Linked DNA regions of Mus musculus: region 1 is linked to region 2. The links are chromatin contacts, called in public HiChIP or PLAC-seq maps. All regions are on one chromosome and are shown on one strand. Each heading gives the region's core, a stretch centred on a gene start, on an enhancer-like site or on the middle of the called end of the contact. The rest is flanking DNA. Distances are from core to core; before and after follow the strand shown.

Region 1 (5,568 bases), core at 508-3,007, 640 kb before region 2:
GATTCATCCCTTTAGAGACACTGGGAACTATGATGAAGATGGTGTCCTTTTGTCCCTCCATCAATCACTGCAAGGACACACACAGGTGGCCCTAGAAGGAACAAGAACTCAGGTGAGACAACTCCTATGAGCTGGAGCATCTCTAGTGAGGAGAGCCTTCTCCATTTGACTACAGCTCCACCCCAAGACACAGAGAAAGATGATAGGGACTTGTTAGGGAGATTAGCTAATCTCCCTAATATGGCTGTGGACACAGAAGTCTCATGACATCTGAAGACTGGGGAAATAGCTAGTGAAGTCTAAATTTGCCTAGAACCAGGGGAGCCAATGAATTAATACACAACCCAAGACTGAGGGCCTAAAGCCAGGGGTCAGGGCTATCAGTGAAGGGCCTAGATCCAAAGGCTCTCCCAGAGAGCCTGATTTCATTAGAGAGGTCTTATGTCCATGGGCAAAAGAAATCTACCTGGAGGAGGGGCCTAGGGGAGGGGAGGACCTCACTGTTTTCCATGTGGACCCTTAACTCAGTTCAGATGCTGCTGCCCACATTGGGCGAGGTAGGTCTTCCCCACAACCACTGATTCAAGTTTCAATATCTTCCAGAAAAACTTCCAGAAACCTATTCAACAGCAGAGCTTTCTCACCTATCTGGACAGCCCATAACCAGAGTCAGGCTGACACCCTAAACTTCCAAGTCCACCCATGTCAACATGACTAGCAACATCCCCCTAAATCTCCCTTTATCTCCCAGTAAAGACTGCAAGGCCATGGTTGTACACAACATGAGCTAGCCATGTGGTGTATTCCAGGTATCCCCTGAACCCTGCACCAAAGGAGAATGTGTGATTCCTGGTGATGTTTGCTGTCCCCCTGACATCCATAACTCAAAGACTATGGGTCATGTGATTGAGGAATAAGCTAGGGAAGATACATGAAGAAAACAGGTACTGTGTCCTTCTATGTGACTACCTACCCACAGATACCCTTTTTTTAAACAAAAAGATTAATTTTCTGGGTGTGGGGTGCACAGTTTTAATCCCAGAACTCAGGAGGCAGAAGCAGGTGGATCTTTGTGAATTCAAGGCCAGCTGGGTCTACATAGAAAGTTCTGAGCCAGCCAGAGCTATACAGCAAGAAACACTGAGAATTTTAAAACTTTTCATTTTTTGTGTATGTGCGTTTTGCCTGCATATGTGTGTGTGTGTGTGTGTGTGTGTGTAGTGCCCATGGAGGCCAGAACTAGAGTTATAGGCAATTGTGAGCTGGCATGCAGGTACTGTGAACCAAATCCAGGACCTCTGCATATATACCAGTGCTTTTAACTGCTGAGCCATGGTTCCAGACACATTCTTAAAAGAGGAAGTGCTGTGGCCACCAGAATCTTTCTCTGGTCACATGATCTTAGCTAGCAGTCAGAAATCCCCCTTTCCACACCCCACCCCTATTCTGCAGCCCATTTGCCCTCAGCAACTCAGCTAGTCTTGGCTCTTATCTGACAAGTAACCTATACCTTCCCCTGGCCTGAGAGCCCTTATGGTAGCATTGACTTTAACCCCATGGCGTGGTAACACTACGGACACATTAAGGGAGCCATGAACTGCAGATCTCTCCTGGTAGTCAGGGTCAGGCATTTCACCAACCCCCAATTCCTCCTCAGCCTCAGAAGCTCAGATTGCGGTGTAGATTCCTTTACATCCAATTCAATGTAGTGTTTGTTGTATCTCCTTGCAGAAGTGTTCCTCATTCTGGAGCCAAAATTTCTAGGCCAGCAGAGCATAACACTGTGCAAAAAGGAAGTAGAAATTTTGCTTAATGGGTCCTTGGGGGTTGTGGGTAGTAGTTCTATTCCCATGCCCACCCCTTGATTTCTGGATTCATGACTCATGACTATGGAAGAAATAGTGCTGGACACTGAACACTGAGGCAGAGAACATTCAGCCTTCTGGAGAATTCTGCTTCAGCTCTTATTAGCCACTCAGTACCTTATTTTCAAGTCAGCTGCTTCAGAGTGATGGAGACACAGATTTGTGAGTCACATGGATGTAGCCTTCTGCCGTGCTTTAATTTGTTGGCAAGTGTATTCCTTTCTCAGAGACACAGCAGTATCACTGAGGTTGAAGTGTCTGAACACAAACACAGTGGTATAAAGATGGCCTTTGGGGAGGTGACTCATTTAGGAGGGCAGAGTCCTGACAAATGGGCTCCATGTTCTTATAGAAGGAGTGAGGGATGGATCCACTCTTCCCTCCTTGCTAGGGTACAGCAGGGAGGCACCATCTAAGAGGAACAGGTCTTTCTCAAACACATTGATCTTCAACTTCTCACCTTTCAGAAGCCCAAGAGACAAATTTCTGTTGTTTTTGAGTAAGCAGTTTAGGGCTGGGGAGAAAGCCCAGTTGGTAGTATTTGCTTTTAAAGCATGAAGTCTTGAATTCAATCCCCATAACCCACATTAAAAAAAAAAAGCATGGCATGCTGGTGTCTGCTTATAACCCCAGTGCTGAAGAGGCAGAAATGGAGGTGGGGCTGTCCCTGGGACTCACTGGCTAGCTGGATTAGCTGTAGTAGTTTCAATTAGAAATGTCCTTTATAGGCACTGATATTTGAACACTTTGTCCCCAGCTGGTGGTGCTGATTGGGGAAGTTCAGAAGATGCAGCCTTGCTGGAGGGTGCAGACAGACTTTGAGGGTTTATAGCCTTGCTCTGCTTCCAACTTACTCTCTTTCCGCTGTGCTTACAGTCAAAGATCTGATCTGTCCGTGGTTAAAGATGTGAGCTCGCCATGTCTTCCACTTGTTGCTATGCCTTCCTGCGATGATGGACTCGCATCCCTCTGGAACGGTGAGCCAAAATAAACCCTCTCTCCCATAAGTTGCTTTTGGTCATGGTATTGATCACAGCAACAGAAAGTGCACTGCAACAGCTGCTGAGCTGCATCTCAGCTCCATGTTTGCATCTCTCACATTTCCTTGCCATTCATTTTCTTCTTTCTGTTTTTTTAAAATTAATTAATTAATTTTACACTCCATATTTTATTTCCCCCCTCCATCCTCCTACTGATCCACATCCCATACCTCCTCTCCATTTCCCTGTCTCCACGTGGATGTCCCCACCCCCTACCCCACCTGACCTCTAAACTCCCTGGGGCCCTTAGTCTCTTGAGGGTTAGATGCATCATCTCTGAATGAACACAGACCTGGCAGCCCTCTACATGTACGTACATGTATGTCAGTGGCTGGTGTATGCTGTCTGTTTGGTAGTCCAGTGTTTGAGAGATCTCGTGGGTCCAGATTAATTGAGACTGCTGGTCCTCCTACAGGGTTACCTTCCTCCTCAGCTTCTTCTAATTCAACAACAGGGGTCAGTTGCTTCTGTCCATTCACTGGGTACAACTATCTGCCTCTGACACTTTCAGCTGTTTGTTGGGTCTTCTGGAAGGCAGTCATGCTAGGTCCCTTTTGTGAGGGCTCCATAGCCTCAGTAATAGTGTCAAGCCTTGGGACTTCCCCTTGAGCTGGATCCCTTTTTGGGCCTGTCACTGGACCTCCTTTTTCTCAAGCTCCTCTCCATTTCCATTCCTGTAATTCTTTCAGACAGGAACAAATATGGATCAGAGTTGTGACTGTGGGATGCCCCCTCCCTCATTTTATGCCCTGTCTTCCTGCTGGAGGTGGGCTCTATAAGTTCCCTCTCCGGGCATTTCATCTAAGGTCCTTTGAGTCCTGAGAATCTCTCACCTCCCAGGTCTCTGGTGCATTCTGGAGGGCCCCCCAATCTCCTACCTCCCGAGGTTGCCTGTTTCCATTCTTTCTGCTGGCCCTCAGGGCTTCAGTTCTTTTCCCTCACCCAATACCAGACCAGATTCCCCTCTCCCTCCCACTCCACCCCCCCCCCATCCACTTTTCCTCCCGGGTCCCTCCTTCCCTCCCACTTGTGATTGCTTTCTTCTCCTTCCCAAGTGGAACTGAGGCGTCCTCACTAGGGCACTTCAGCTTGTTGACCTTTTTGAGTTCTGTGGACTATATTTTGGGTATTCTGTACTTTTTTGTTTTTTTTTAGGCTAATATCCACTTATGATAGTATACATAAGCGACCTCAAAAATTCTACCAGAGAACTTCTCCAGCTGATAAACAACTTCAGCAAAGTGGCCGGATATAAAATTACTCAAATAAATCAGCAGCCTTCCTTTATACAAATGATGATAAACAGGCTGAGAAAGAAATTAGGGAAACAACTCCCTTCACAATAGCCACAAATAATATAAACTATCTTGGGGTAACTCTAACCAAACAAGTGAAAGACCGGTATGGCAATATCTTCAAGTCTCTCAAGAAAGATATCGAAGAAGATCTCAGAAAATGGAGAGATCTTCGATGCTCATGGATTGCCATTCATTTTCTAACCAAGTTCATTTTAAGTTCCTAACCATTCAGCGAAACCACTAGACATAGTCCGAGAACTGGCCTATAATCCAGATCTGGCCGTTTCTCTTCCCAAGCCAATGGCATAGCCAAGTTCACTGGCCAAGGCTCTGCGCACTGAGAGGGTCCCCTCCCCACTGTCCTGGAGTGTTGTTCAAAATGGAGCAATAGTGCAGCTGTCATTAGAGGGTGTGCCTGCACAACCCTGTTGTCTTACTTAGGATTTCTATTGCAATAGAACACCAAGACCAAAACAACCTGGGGAGAAAGAGGTTTATTTCATCTTGCATCTATTTCCATGTCACAGCTCATCAGTGAGAGAAATCAGGGCAGGAACTCAAACAGAGCAGGAAGCTAGAGGCAGGACCTGAAGCAGAAGTCACGGAGGAGTGCTGCTCACTGGCTTGCTCATCCTTCTTTCTTATACCATCCAGGACCGTCCACCCAAGCGTGGCACTGCCGCCGGTGGGATGAATCCACTTACATCAATCATCAGTCAAGAGAATGTACCACACAGGCTTTTCATGGGCCAGACTGTTGGGGATATTTTCTTAATTGATGTTCCCTCTTCCAAAGTGATTCTAGCCCATGTCAAGTTGACATAAAACTAGTTCATGATGGACAGCTCAGGATGCACAGTAACGTGTGAGGCGTGTTCCTATGAATACCCAGTAGCAGTCAAGATCAAACTCTCATAAGGGCAGGGCCTCTCTTACAATCAAACCCTCACAATCTGGCAGGACAGTCTGCAGCTATTTCCTTGTGGAATCAAGCCAAAGCCTCCTCCACTACAATCCCAGCATAGAACCCTCATGGGAGAACATCTAAACCTTTTGGGAATCCTTCCCTGTTTTGTGCCCCACACAAATCTAGAGGCCATTAGCATAGCTTAGTAAATGCTTAAGCAACACACCCAAGTAAGGAATATGAATAGAGGCTGTGCTTTTTTTTTTTTGGCTTGAGAAGCATGGGTCATGTGCAATGACTTATCTTTCCTTGTAAGAGATGTGTTGACGTGCCTAGATATCTTATGTTAAAATTCATTTGAATTGACTTCCTGTCCTGACACATCAGTGTCTTACCAAGAAGTCAGTAGTTGCTACTTATTTTTCTTAACTATCAATTCTTTGTGAATTTCACATCAT
Region 2 (5,948 bases), core at 2,493-4,992:
CCTATGACAGGAGGGAAGTGTTTAACTGTACCTCCACAGCTCTTCTGTGCCCTGAGTGTGTCCTTGGTCTTTGTGTAACACTCACACACTATGATCCAGCCCCTGGGCACCCTTCCCTCCTGGCACTATGGGTAGGACAGGCTACATCCTCTGGCCCTGCCTCTGTGGCCTAACCTGCTCTGCCTATCTCCTCTAGTTCTGGGAGAGAAAGTTCCATTTCTGTGCATACAAGCACACTGGGGCAGAGTGGTTAGGTCACCCCCCAACCCCGCATTCATCAGAGTCACAGAACTGACAGCCAACATGCATCTACATGTGTGATATTGAGGTCTGTAGAGGTGAAGGGTCCACCCACAACCACAGGGCTGTGTCATCTGTCTTAATGTTACAAGTGAAGCAGGGACTTTCAGGGGACAGTCTTGTGTCACTTCCAGCTTTGCCCTCTACAGTGAGAAGTGGAGGTTCTCAAATTTATCCCCAGGACAGACTAGTCCATCCTTCCAGCTGCCTTCACTAGGGACATCCAGGCTGGAAAAGCTGGGATGCTGTTTCAGGATGGAGGGGACACATGTCTCACCCACCACTCCCTTTCCTCCTGAGTCATTGCTCCAAAGGAGGGGGTGTTGTAACCCCAGACCCGTTTGTCCAGCTGCCCTGGAGGGGCAGGTGCCACAGGAAGCTGGCATCCCAAAGTCAGAAAGGTACTGACTGCCACCACTGGCCTACCCTGGGGAACAGGCCTTGTGGCTGAGGGTGGAGGGCAGACTAAATAAGATCTTTTCCTGGAGCCTCTGCAAAACAGGTTCCCTAGGCAGAACTGAAGGATGAACTCTGCCCTGGCCTCCCAGGAATCAGCTCTCTTTTCCCACCATGACAATGTCATCCCAGGATTGATGTGGCCCTGCCCCAGGTAAAGGGGTTGAACCACAAACACAGACCATAAAGCAGAGAGGCTGGGCCACCTTTGCTCTGTCACTCTGCATCAGGGACATACTCTGTAGAGCAGGATGGCCTGGGTCCCTTCGTGTAGGAAAGTTGGGATCCCCTAAGAAGGTCTGACCCAGTGCAGGTGATGGAGGTCAGATTGGCCTCTTTCCTGCTGAAAGACAGGTGGCCATATATGCAGTGATGTTGATGGTGGCCATATCTGTAGTTATATTGTTGGTAATGCTGATTGTGGTCATTATTTTCAGTGATGTTGTTGGTGATAATATCTGCAGCGGTGTTGATGTTGGAAACTTGGGGCAGAGAAAAACTATGACTTTGTCCTGAAAATAAGGAACTCTCAGACAATGCTCCAAGATACCTGATAAACCCAACGTGGCCCCGAAGTGAAAAGTCAGGCCAGTCCTGCTAAGTCACTATGATGATCAGTATGACTATTCTGAATACACAATCCAGTCAACCATCTGCCCCAGAACCTGTCCCTTCTGTTGGCCCATATCACCTAACTCAGCCCTTAATGGCCCATGATACGATACCCAACCTTATCTCTGCTCCCCCACTCCCGACCTCTACCATTCCCTTCATCACCAGGCTTCAGGCTTTCATAGTCTTCCTCTTCTTCAAACCCCTTGGAAAAACAATCATATCCTCATCCAAACTTCATCAGCCTTGACAACCTCACTTGCAGGTCCTGAGGACTCCAGTGGCAAATCCAACTTCCAGATACCACATGCTCTCTACTCCAAACCCAGCCTTCTCAGTCTCCACCAACCGTGGTGTGGTAGACAGAATAGCACCTCATCCTCAGATGTCCCCTTCTGGACTCCTGGAAACTGGGAAAGAAGATGGAATCTCACTGTGCAAAAGATGGGTCCTCCAGAGACAGCAAGATGTGATGGGGGAAGTGGGGAATAGAGCAGTCTTTGGAGGTAGAGGGTGGGGTCTTAGCCTAGGATTTGAGGAACAGACTCTCCTAGTCTCTCCCAGGAACCAGCCCCGCGTGCCTGTGAGACACCATGCAGTGGAGAGCCATTGAGCTTGGATTTCTGGACTCTGGAGGTGCAAGAGAATGAGCATGTGTTGTTTTGACTCCCACGGTTTGTAGTCCCTATGACAGCAGCCATAGGACACAAGCACAGGCAGGAAGGAGGGTGACATCTCTGTGTCCCAGCCTCTTGTTACCTTTGTCTCATTCTTCTGGCCCCTCCTACTTCCCTCCCTACCGTGGAACTGTGTGCCCAGCTTTCAACTGTCCAAGTGCCTCCCAGGACTCCCTTTCAAACCTGCCTGTCTTCATCATAGTTCTCCAGAAGCCAAAGGCAGGGAATATGAAAAGGGAGGAAGGCACATTTAAACAACTGGCTGCAGTTGAGGAGCAGTTGGAGCTCCAAGAAGTGGGCAGGACTCCTTCCTCCTGGGGAAGCATTTTTCTCTAAGGTTTTGATCTGATTAGACATGGCCTGCCCACAACATGTGCTTTTCTCATAAACTGCTAAGGAAGATGTTAATCTCATTAGGAAATACTTTGACAGGAAAATCTAGACGTGTGTCTGCTAACATCTAGGCACACAAGAAATTTGCCATCACAACCGGAGCTGACAAGAAGACACTGAGCACAAGAAAGTATTCCATCTACCCACAGTTGATAGGCTAGTCCAGGCTGTAAGAGGAGCAGAGTAAATTTGCCTCCTGTCCCCCACACCCCAGCCTAGCTTCCTGTTACCATTCATGCACCATAGCTGGCCTTGCCATCTCTAGGTTCCTCTCAAGACTTCCCCTATCTGCCAGGCTCCTGAAAACTTCTGCCCCTCCATGTCTGCTGTCCATCTCAACCTCTGTCTCCTGTCTTGGACAGACTCCTTTTTTTTTTTTTTTTTCTCTTGGTTTCTCCTAACCTCATTCTCAAAGGTGGTCAACTTGGAAGATAGCAAGTCACCTATCCAGCCACATGTCTGTGGGCTCCTGAGGGTATCCATCAACCTATAGATAGCCAGCCAAAATGGAGGAAGGCCACATGATGGGCTTGACCCTTAGGCTCAACTTTTCCCAGAGGGCTTATGGCCCACTGGGTTACTTAACTTCTCCTTACCAATTCCCCTCCACTCACCTCTACACACTATCAGTAAAGAGTCCTAGGCCAGAGGTCCAATTCTGGATTGCCAACATGTCACCTCTGGCCACCCACCCCAAAGAAAGCAGCAAAAGGAAGCAATGGTAAAACAGGAAGAAGGGCTCTAAATCCCCAACCGGGCTGGGAAGATAGGAAATCCTCCTTTCAGGCACTGCTGAGAGCTTTGGGTTTAAACAGGAGAAACTGGGTAGGGTGGGAGGTGGCTGAGGTGACTGGTTCTGGTCTAGCTGTGGTCTTGTTGGCCAGTATCTCACTTCTGGCTCTATAAGGTGATTTGAAGGTGATTGCTCTTGCTGTGAGGTGACCTGTCTGCAGGGCTCTGTTGTTCCTGAAAATCAAGGTGGCCTCATATTTAGGACAATCACTAAGACTTTCAGGTTCCTTGGAAGTCTTGAACAGAGAGCATCATGAGAGCTGAAGGCAGAGCCTCAGTTACTTTTCTTTGTATTAAGGGGTACCCTGCCTTAACTATGCCAGCTGCCCCAACCTTGCCCTCCTCCCCACCAGCTAAGGTCCCTCCTTTTAGCTGACCAGGTAGCTTGTTGTTTCAGGTAGCCCTTGATATCCCCTGAAAAACTTGTTGAGTGCCAGGAAACCACACCCCCTTCCACCTCGGGCCTTAGGGTAGCTGGGCCTTTAGGTCTCGGATCAGTGACTCAGCCAGGAGGGGGAGGGGCAAGGAAGAGGACGAATGGAGTGACTCAGCACCTCATCACAATGTTGGAGGTTGGGGTGAAACCAATTTCCACTTAGCATTAGGACCACAAGCAACCTTCTGGTTCCATTTCCTCCTTCTATTCCCTCCCCTACAAAGTGTCCCCCCCCCCGGGCACTCAGAGAGCTTAGGGTCATCTCAGAGATCTGTGGGGGTCAAGGGGTTCTGAACTGGGCTTCCTCCTTTTGTTAGTGACAGCTAATGGGACAGAGGTCTCAGAGCCAACAAGCAAGGGTGGAAAGACCTAAAGGCTGACACTCACATCTCTTCCTATCCTGATGCTTCCAGTTTATACCTAGCCCTCTCTAGAGAGTGGGATGTAGGCCTCAAAGGAGCCAGGCCTTGCAGTCAGAAAGAGAGGGAGTAGGAGGGTCTAGGGCTGGGGACTGTGAGAGTGTGTGTGTGTGTGTGTGTGTGTGTGTGTGTGTGTGTGTGTGACCTTGAAGAGGTAGCATGCAGAAGAAACGCTGTGAGCTGACCCAAAGCTCAGCCAAGGCTGAACTCTGCCTGACCCTGCATCATAGCAGTGAGAAATAGGGGCTCCTGAGCAGAACTTAGGCCAGCTGACAAAAGCAGAGGCAACCTCCAGCAGGCCTGATGTCCCAGGAACCTCCAGAGGCCTTTTCATTTCCCAGCCTCCTGATGGAGCTGGGGAAGTGAGGGAATGGTCCTGGGAACTGGCTCAGGGTTAGAGACCACCTACAGGGCTCCAGACAGCATGGGAGCCCTTCTCTACTAATCACCTTTAACTAAGAGTTCAAGGTATACAAGACCAAAAGCATCCCGCAGCCTGCCTCTGAGGCCTGGGCTACTCCTTCTCCCCATCTCATGTCACATCTCCATCACTAGTATTAGACAAAAGACTGTCATTGTCATAAAGAAGCCCTCGGATACACATTTGCCTCCCCTTCCCAATCCTCCTGACTCACTACATTCATTACCTCAATTCTGTAGCCTTTTCAGTTAGCAATGTGCATCTCTGGATCATTGAGTCATGAGTCCACAGATTGTTTCTTTGTCACCCTGAATCCTACCCTACTTTGTGGACACATATACTACACTTCTATCCAGCCACTGTCTGAAAGGCATCTATGTTCCTTTAGGTTAACGCGATTGTGAAGGAAGCCCCCTCAGGCTTCGTGGGGAAGGTTTTGCACAAACCTAAGTTTCTTTTCTGTTCTGTTTCTTGAGACAGAGGCAAGCAGCCCAGACTGGTCTCTAACTCCCCTTCCTGCCTCTGCCTCCTCAGTCACAAGCCTCCATGCCTCACTTCAGACTTTTACTTCCCTGAGTGAATACCCAGGAGAACAATTGCTGAATTGTATGACAAGAGAACATTTAGTTTTGAAAGAGAACTCCACGCTGTTTTCCAAAGTGGCTACACCATTTCTGCACCCTCACCACAATGAGTGGGACTGCCCACTGCCTCCCTGCCCTACCCTAAGCCAATGTCGTCACCCTTTTGGATTTGGGCTACCTACTAGGCGTGTGGTGGTGTCTCATTGTTGTTCTAATCTGCAATTCCCCAGTGATGGCAGGTGCCAGGCATCTGTTCTGAATAATTGCCTTTGAGATTCTATCTTTGGTCAAGTGATTGTTCAGACCTGTTGGCCGTTTTTGTTTATTATTTTTATTGTTTTTTTTTTTTTTTAAGTATCCCACACTATTGCTCAGACTAACCTGGAACTCACACCAACCCTCTTCCTACACTCTGCTGTTTAAACAAATCTGCTGCTTCCCAGGCAACGGAGAAGCCATCTTTGTGTGTCCTTCCTCCTAGGTCTCCAGTGCCCCTGGGATTTATTGATTGTTCAGTTTGGTGTGAGGGAAGGATCATTAACACGACTCCAATTTCAGTGTACTACAGAGTAGCTTTTCTCCTCTCTGCCCTTCCTATCATCTGGGCACATGCACGGTGATGCTCCTCCTTGCTTCCACCCACTCTCTGTCAACGCCATCCCATCTTGATTACTGAAGAGAATGCTCATCCCTCTTCACTGAAATGACTGCTGTCCAGGTCAGATTGCTCAACCCAGTGTTTCATGGTGGCTTCTGCCTTCCAGTCCATGCATCAGCCAGGCTGTCTAACCTCATGGCCAGTCCATGACCAGTCTCATAAGACACTTTCTTCAGGGTTCTTGGGTACTCCTCTCTTAT

The links. HiChIP or PLAC-seq counts read pairs in DNA pulled down with a chosen protein or histone mark.
Region 1: a contact with region 2 is called in an H3K27ac HiChIP or PLAC-seq map of bone marrow-derived dendritic cells, with 4 times the contacts expected there. The contact joins two enhancer-like sites. A contact is called at or near these places in 1 of 39 promoter capture datasets (pre-B cells), 2 of 115 datasets of contacts at active chromatin or transcription factors (bone marrow-derived dendritic cells and microglia) and 1 of 9 other capture datasets (liver).

Annotation. Positions count from the first base shown.
Region 1 is chr7:143,034,555-143,040,122 of GRCm38.p6, reverse strand. It overlaps R74862 (expressed sequence R74862), which reads left to right. Exons shown (of 5, transcript NR_110354.1): 3 at 2,742-2,842. Among named protein-coding and RNA genes, the nearest start is that of Cd81, 15 kb to the left of the region's middle. Within about 2 kb of position 1,757, at least 81 of the 459 cell types and tissues checked have an H3K27ac peak or open chromatin away from gene starts, as enhancers often do. A contact at or near this core is called in bone marrow-derived dendritic cells and microglia, where this site is marked.
Region 2 is chr7:142,391,170-142,397,117 of GRCm38.p6, reverse strand. No RefSeq gene overlaps it. Among named protein-coding and RNA genes, the nearest start is that of Ctsd, 6.3 kb to the right of the region's middle. Within about 2 kb of position 3,742, at least 121 of the 459 cell types and tissues checked have an H3K27ac peak or open chromatin away from gene starts, as enhancers often do. A contact at or near this core is called in bone marrow-derived dendritic cells and microglia, where this site is marked.